Linked DNA regions of Mus musculus: region 1 is linked to region 2. Evidence: chromatin contacts called from public promoter capture Hi-C data. All regions are on one chromosome and are shown on one strand. Each heading gives the region's core, a stretch centred on a gene start, on an enhancer-like site or on the middle of the called end of the contact. The rest is flanking DNA. Distances are from core to core; before and after follow the strand shown.

Evidence for each region. Capture Hi-C pulls out chosen DNA fragments and counts their contacts.
Region 1: a contact with region 2 is called in a promoter capture Hi-C map of adipose tissue, with 4 times the contacts expected there. The contact joins the promoter of Cdhr2 here to the promoter of Txndc15 in region 2. A contact is called at or near these places in 2 of 39 promoter capture datasets (cranial neural crest and pre-B cells), 2 of 484 Hi-C or Micro-C datasets (CD4 T cells and CD8 T cells), 2 of 115 datasets of contacts at active chromatin or transcription factors (bone marrow-derived dendritic cells and thymic regulatory T cells) and 2 of 9 other capture datasets (adipose tissue and liver).

What each region holds. Positions count from the first base shown.
Region 1 is chr13:54,698,886-54,703,057 of GRCm38.p6, reverse strand. It overlaps Cdhr2 (cadherin-related family member 2), which reads right to left and starts at 1,595. Exons shown (of 32, transcript NM_001033364.3): 1 at 1,489-1,595.
Region 2 is chr13:55,713,013-55,716,931 of GRCm38.p6, reverse strand. Txndc15 (thioredoxin domain containing 15) reads right to left here and starts at 2,282. Exons shown (of 5, transcript NM_175150.3): 1 at 2,088-2,282. The coding sequence starts at 2,154.

The sequences.
Region 1 (4,172 bases), core at 346-2,845, 1.0 Mb after region 2:
CAAAACTGCACAGCTATTCACCTATAAAGTGTCTGAGGAAAAGTCAGGAGCATAGGGGCTCCAGATCACTCTACGGACCCCCAGACCCAGGTCATGCTCTGCCAGGCCTGACACAGCAGGGGTTTCCTCTCTCTTGTCTCAGCGGACACATTGGCCGCAGTTCGACAAGACTCCAGGAAACCAAAGACTCTACAATTCAGTCGACTGGATGTGAAGACCCCAGGACATCTTGGAAGGCTACAGAGGAAGGGAGCCCTCCCCTGCTAAAGGCTCAGCCACGGGCGGGCTCGCTAACCCCACAGCCACCCCACCCTGCCTCAGCCTCCACAGCTCCCTGAGCCCTTCCTTTCGCTTCTGCTTCCTTCCCACAGCTGCCTCACAGGAAGGAAGCAGCTACCTCACAGTTACTCTCCATTGCCCTAAGAAAACAGAGATCAGATCAGAGGGACAGTCAACAACAAAGATAGAAGGTCAATCACCAGCTGCAGGCAAGGCTAGACCCAGGTACCATTCTGCTGAGCCTAACAAAGGTCTCTCCTAATTCCACCAGCCCAGCCAAGTGATCCAGCTCCCCAAGATACGGACCCAGGGACCTTTAAGTTTCCAGGGATACCGGGCTTCCTGTAGCCAGAGATGGTGCCCGCCCTCCTGGCTGCTTCCTCTGAGAGACGGGTATGGATCAGGCCCCAAGTTAGGATTTTAGCATTTCACATACTGTCTGTCCAGCACTGGGCGAGCCTCCCTTGTCCTCAGCTTTGGTTTTCCTCTGAGGAATGAGGTGAGAGCAGGCTATGGCCTAGGCTGGTCAGGGGAATGTCATTATTCTCTGATATGCTACCTGGGACCAGTCAGCATGTAAGTCCTGTTTGAAGACACAAGCTGGCCTGGCTGAGTCTTTACCCTGTGACCAGGACAAGGACTAAGTTAGGGTTGGGACCAGCATCGTTAGTCCTCCCTGAGGTGACCTAGCGTTTGATCTCTGAGTCTGAGAGGGACAGCCTCCGTACCCTGCCATATCTGATTCACGAGCCCTCCAGGGGCTACTAGTACTGTGCCCACTCCACAGACGCAAAGACTGAGGCCCAAAAGCAGTCAGCAGCTCACTCAAAGTCTGCATGGAGCTGAATGAAGATCTGAGCCTGGCGGAGTGGAGCCAGCCTTTCCTCCTCAGGCTCCGGGACAGATTCAGCCATCTTCCTCATCTTCTCCTTTTAGGTAACAGATGAGGTAGCCAATTCACTTCTCAGGGACTTAGGAAGGCAAACAGGAGGTTGCCACTGCCTAGAGAGGAGATCTTACCCTACATTCTAGAAGAAACAGGCTTCACGGGTAGCTTCATCAATTCCCGCCCTCCCCATGACAAGTAGCTAACGCCACAGCTAGCTCTTCCCCTTGGTGTTCCCTCCATACTCCAGATGCCAGGAAACTGAGTCTGAAAGAACTCAAAGTTTGCCTCAATCCCAAGGACAGCCCCCCACCCAGGCTTACCCTCGGGCTAAGAGCCCCCCCAGAAGCAGCTGATCTGGACAGCCCCTGGAAGGGGCCCAGAGGCAGTGATGTACACCAGTCACAGGTGGGCGCCGTCTGGGGCCGGCAGAACACAGCGCAGACTTTGGCACCATCTCCACCTCTTCTGAGCAATCATTAACCATGCAGAGACCACACCTCCTCAGAAGGCACTGGCTGTGACCAGAGCAGGCAAAACCCTGGAGGAATAGGCAGGCCCAGTGACAGAGAAGGGGCAAATGCCCAGCCCAGGGTCTCACTGCAAGCAAGAGGTGGTGACAGTCAGAGGTCATGTCAGGACCTTCTGTCCTCTCCTGGCTCATCTTCAGTGGGGACCTGTAGAGAAAGCGGTGTGGGGAGATCTCTTGGGATGAAGAGACTTGACAGCTATCAAGCCCTTGAGCCCTCAGGCCAAGCCCCGAGGCCGGCATGAAGGGGTACCCACCCTGCAGTTCCAACAAGGCCTTTTCAGCCCTGTATTTGTCCCCTCTAAGCAGGACATCAAAGGGCAGGGCCAACACTGGGCATAGTGGCATATGTCCTTAATCCCAGCACTCAGAAGACAGAGGCAGGTGGATCCCTGTGAGTACCAGGCCTAGCTGGTCTCTATAACCAGTTTTAAACCAGACATAATAAGATGTTATCTCAAAGAAACAAAAACAAGCCAGGCAGTGGTGCCTTTGATCCCAGGACTTGGGAAGTAGAGGCAGGGAGATATCTGAGTTGAGGCCAACCTGGTCTACAGAGCTAGTCCCAGGGCAGCCAGGGCTAGACAGAGAAACCCCGTCTCAAAAAACAAATGAAAACAAAACAAACAAACAAACAAACAAACAAACAAACAAAATCAAAGGGCAGGATCACACACTGCCCCAGGGGCTCCACACACTCCCAGTGGTGGCCTCCCTCGGGGGAACAGGTCCCCAAGTTCATTTCATCTTACCTCATAGTAGGAAGGAGGCCCATGCTGCAGCTCACCAGCCGTGCGCCCCTTCCTGGCTGAGTGGCTGCTGTTCGCTCTGGAGACCGAGGCATCCCTGTGCAATCCTGGTGTGCTGCTGCGGGTTCTCAGGAAGCACCAATCTACCCAAAGAGCTCATGGTTCTGCAAGGTCCCATTGAAGGCTGGCCTCACGTCTCTGAGGAAGGAGGAGAATCTGTATTTGCTGAGCACCTAGTGTGGGCATGTATTTTTCACAACCTACTTCCATAAGGGTTCAACCTCCCCTCTAGCCCACCACCCACCAGAGGTAGTAGGAAAGTTTATTAGAATATGGGGAAGTGAGTGGGCATGTTAGCACATGCCTTTAATCCCAGCACTCGGGAGGCAGAGGCAGGTGGATTTCTGAGTTCAAGGCCAGCCTGCCTGGTCTACAGAGTGAGTTCCAGGACAGCCAGGGCTACACAGAGAAACCCTGTCTCAAAAAACAAAAAACAAACAAAAAAAAGGATATGGGGAAGTGGACCTTTTTTTGTTTTAGATTTATTTTTTTATTTTATGTATATGAATACACTGTAGCTGTCTTCAGACACACCAGAAGAGGGCATCAGATCCCATTATAGATGGTTGTGAGCCACCATGTGGTTACTGGGAATTGAACTCATGGCCTCTGGAAGAGCAGTCAATGCTCTTAACCGCTGAGCCATCTCTCCAGCCCCTGGAAGTGGGCCTGTTTAGAAACAGTTCTTTGGGATCTTCCAATCTTCTTTCTCCTTAGTTCAGTCCACGAGGAAACACCAAACCCCAATCAGCAGCTGCAGTCCAGTCCACTCAACAGACATCACACACGAATCAAAAGAAACTGGGAGTCTCACCAACGGGCTGGAGCTTGCTGAAGCTGCAAGAAGCCACAAGAAACCTCAGGAGTTCTTAGACGAGTTTCTTTCCACCACAAGCAAAGCTCACCAACACAATGTAAGGCCAACCAATACATGAAGGTCGTCAGCGAAGACTAGCGAGTGAGGTGGAACCAGTCAATGCTCGAGCTCCCAGTGTCTGTGGAGTCATATTTATCATCTTTCTAAACATCATGCGTCCTTTCATGTGTCTGCTTTAGCAGAACAGCCTTTCATCTGTGTGCCCCGGCAGAACATTATTTGACATGACTGACTTTCCAAAGAAACCAAAAGTTTCCACTTCAACCTACTGTGTGCTTTACATTGTGTCTCACGGATGCTGGATACCACCAGAATAAAGGACTCTGTTTGCAGGGTCTACCCTCCCCCACCAAGGAATGGAGCCTAAATTCATGCTCGTGTCCCTTGATGGCTAGTGACTGAGAGGAGCCCACTCTCAGAGAGAAAATGCTGCCCTCCTCATCACTCCCCCATGGGTGTCCTCTGTGCTTCTCCCTGCCCACAAAGCATTCCCCTACCCTGACCTCCATCATGGGTACCAATGTGCAAATAGCCCAGGAGCCCTTATCCAGGGAATGGTCCTCTAGTTTCTTTTAGGAAACCCAGAAACGTGGCTCCTCCACTCCATGCTGGGTATGTGGCTAAGGCCCAGCCAGTCAGACTTAGGGCCACAGCAAACAGATAGGTTTGGTTATAAGAATGAGAAGTTAGCCATGTTGGCCTGTGCTTCTAATCCCAGCAGGAAGGGACAGGCAAGAGAATGACGAGTTCAAGGTCAGCCTGGGAGACGTGGTATCTTAAAATAAAAAGAAA
Region 2 (3,919 bases), core at 1,033-3,532:
ATGGAAAGACTCAGTGAACTGAGCGTGGTAGATCACTCCTAAAATCCCAGTTACAGGGAACCTGTGGTAGGGGGATTTCTGTGACTTCAAACTAGAATGAGCTACATTGTGACACATGCCCCCAAGAAAGTAACAAAATAGCAATCCACTGACAGACTCCCTAGTAAAGATGACTACAGGATCTTGGAACTCAAGGGCAGTTGTTCACTCTCATTCCTAGGTCCCTGGGCAGCACCCCTAAAACCAGATGCTAGTCCCTCAATAGTAGCTGGGGGTGTGAGGGAGGGGGAAGCCTTGTATTTTCAGCCACTCTGAGGAGGAACCAGCTGTGAAGGTTCCTTTATGCCCAGGCTATAGCCTAACCACGTGACCAATACCCTAGTCAGTCTGTGGTATCTTCAGGGTCTGTACGAATGTGTGAAGGAATAGTGCATTTTGCAAGGAGTTCACAATGACTACTAACTCTGGGAAATCTGAGTATTTAGTGAGGAACTATTAATGTATGCACTGAATGTAGAGAAACTAAAAACCTAATATTGTTCTGTTTCTTTTGTCTGCTACAGGCTTTGAACTCCCCAGCCTTCTGCCTCCACCTACGCTGGGGTAAGATCACAGGCCTGTGCCACCACATCTGGTGGCAGCTGCTGAACCCGTCTAGAACCTTCAGACAGCTAGCACAGGCCAAAGGGAGCAGTTTCCCAGCCTTGCTGCTTTCTGGTCAGGAACACCACAGGCCTGTAATAAACACTGATGGAGGGTGCCGAGACTTATTACAACACTCTGACCCCATTCTCTGCTTGTTCCAGTGCCTTCTTTTTGAGAAAGAAGTCTAGAGAGCCAACTATTCCATATATCATCTTTTTTTTTTTTTTTTTTTTTTTTTTGGTTTTTCGAGACAGGGTTTCTCTGTACAGCCCCGGCTGTCCTGGAACTCACTTTGTAGACCAGGCTGGCCTCGAACTCAGAAATCCGACTGCCTCTGCCTCCCAAATGCTGGGATTAAAGGTGTGCACCACCACTGCCCCACTTACATCTTCATTTTAAAGGCTAGTGATTAAATAGATTGAAAATTTCAATTTTTGGCTGTGAGATCTGACAGACACTGGCTTCCATCTCAGGCCCTCATCTATGGCTGCATAATATTGAAAGAGGATTTAGGTCCTGAGTCTCAGTTCCAGGTTGGGCATCCCTAAATGGAAACAGCCCTAGGCAGGCAGGAGGATTGGGGGGAGGGGGGGTCGGTCTGAGCTGTCTCAAAACAAAGGACAATAGCAACAAAAAATGTTTGATGTAAATCAGGCAGTGGTGGAATTTAATCCCAGCACTCGGGAGGCAGAGACAAGCAGATCTCTTGATCTCTGGCCTACAGAGTAATTTCTAGGACAGCCAGGTTCCAGAGAGAAACATTGTCTCAAAAAAATACTAACTAATCAACTAAAAATAAATAAATGAATCCAAAAGAAAAGAAAGAAAGAAATGGTCTTTTAATAGGAGTGGATAAAAGAGCCATGAACTAAGAAGGCCTCTCTCTGCTCCCCACTCTAGCACAGAGTGGCTCCTTTACCCACTTAAAGGGGTCCCCACATAAACACGGGCCCCAGGAATCTGATGTTGGTTTTTGGTGTTTTCTTCAGACAGATCCCAACTAATCTAGAGTGGCCACTTTCAAACAGTGGCCCAGCAAGAGCGAACTCCAGCGTGAACTTTGAAGTCGGAGAGACCTCAGGCTCTGATATTACTACTAAGTGCGAACAGGCAAATAGCTTATTCCCTCCGAGCCTCCTCGTCTCCAGCCTGTGAAATGAAGGTATTAACGGAAGCAGTCTCCCGCGGCGGCTGGAAGGACTGGAGGAGATCTGAGCTCTGGGATTCTAATCAGGACACAACAAAAGTCAGGTGTCTGCGTTTGACGGCTGATCATAAAGTGCGCATCGCAGAGGGTATCGGGCCAGGCCCGCCGAGGGGCCTGGGCAGGCTCGGCCTCCGCCGCCCAGCACCCCCACCGCCACGCACCGTCCCGCACCGCCCGCGGGTGGCAGCGCGTCGCCCCACGCAGCCGCCTTCGCCGGACCCCGATCCGCACTCACCCTCCAGGCCGTGGGCCGGAAGGCCCAGCACCCACAGCAGGACTTGCCACCAGCAGAGGAGTTGCATGGCGCGCGACAGGGAGCCGCGGCGACAGCCACCGCGGTGGAAGAAAATCGGCGCACCGGCAACCGGAGTCGCACCCCCCGCCCCAGGGAGACTACGGGGAGGAGAGCCCAGAGCGCAGGCGTGGCCGCGGGCCGCCATCTTGACTCCTGGCCGACGCTGCAGACGCCATCTTGGAGTCGGGCGGTCGGCCTCTAGCCAGGCCTGTGCGACCTGTACTGGAAGCCGCTTTTGGGGAACAAGTATCAAAGTAGGATTCGAGCAGCCATCAATAGCCATTCCCATGAGAACTCCTCGCTGCTTGCGACACGTACTGAACCTGTGTGCGGAGTTAATACCTTTCATTTCAAGAGACAAAAAGGCCAAGAAACTTGTGCACAATGGAGGAGGGACAGAACCTTGGGAAATCACAGATAGTCTGATGTATTACTTCAGCATGTTGCACTAGCTTGTGTTGCCAGACAGAGGATAGATCCAGTTAAATTTGAACTTCGCGGGCTGGTGAGATGGCTCAGTGGGTAAGAGCACCCGACTGCTCTTCCGAAGGTCCGAAGACTGAAGTTTTAAAAAAAAAAAAAAAATTTGAACTTCGCATAACTGCTGTATGTGTGTATGTAACTGTCTATCCTATAATTTGCTACTTCTGGCAAATTGGTTGGTTGGTTTTAACACTGGGACTCCTAAGATAATGACACTTAGGGGGGCTGGAGAGATGGCTCAGCAGTTAAGAGCAATGACTGCTCTTCAAGAGGTCCTGAATTCAAATCCCAGCAACCACATGGTGGCTCACAACCATCCATAATGAGATCTGATGCCCTCTTCTGGCAGGAGAATTACTGTGGGTTCCAAGCCAGTCTGGGCTACATCATGAATTCCAGAACTGGCCTGGGCTTCAGAATGAGACCTTGTCTCAAAAATGAGAGGTGGGAAAAGGAAGGAGAAAAGAGTGGAGGGGAAGGGAGTTGAAGAGATGAGAGCAGAAAGGGGGAGGGGAGAGGGGAAGATAACTTTGAGATTAAGAGTACATACTGCTCTCGAAGAAGGCCAAGGGTTATGAACCAAAGGTCTTGGCAATCTGAGTCAAGACGCTGTAATACTTAGTAACTTAGTAGCTGGGTACTAGTCCACTGTCACTCAAACTCCAAAGCATGTGCCTCTAACCTGAGTACTTAAGTCCTGTAAGTGTCTGGCATTTAAAGCTCAGAGCCTGAGCCTGGAGGAGTGACTCACTCATTAAGAACACAGGACCAGGGTTTGATCTCCAGCACCCACATGGCAGCTCACAGCCTTCTTCACCTCCAGCTCCTAGGATCCAGTACTGCCTCCATCAGTACCATACTGTGCACACATATATACAAGCAAGCAAAGCACCCAGAAACATAAAATGTAAATAATTTTTATTTAAATAAAAAATTTTAATAAAAGTTTAATTTTTACTACAATCTTGACAAAATGGGAAATTACGGTCATCTGAGGAGGGAACCTCAACTGAGAAAATGCCTCCATATGGTGGGGCTGTAGGAAACCTACAGAGCATTTTCCTAATTAGTGACTGATGTGGGAGGGTCAGCCCATTGTAGGTGGGGCCACCCAGGCATGTTGATTCTGGGTTCTATAAGAAAACAGGCTGAGCAAACCATAAAGAGCAAGCTAGTGGGCTGGAGAGATGGCTCAGCGGTTAGGAACACTAACTGCTCTTCCGAAGGCCGAGTTCAAACCCCAGCAACCACATGGTGGCTCACAACCATCTGTAATGAGATCTGGTGCC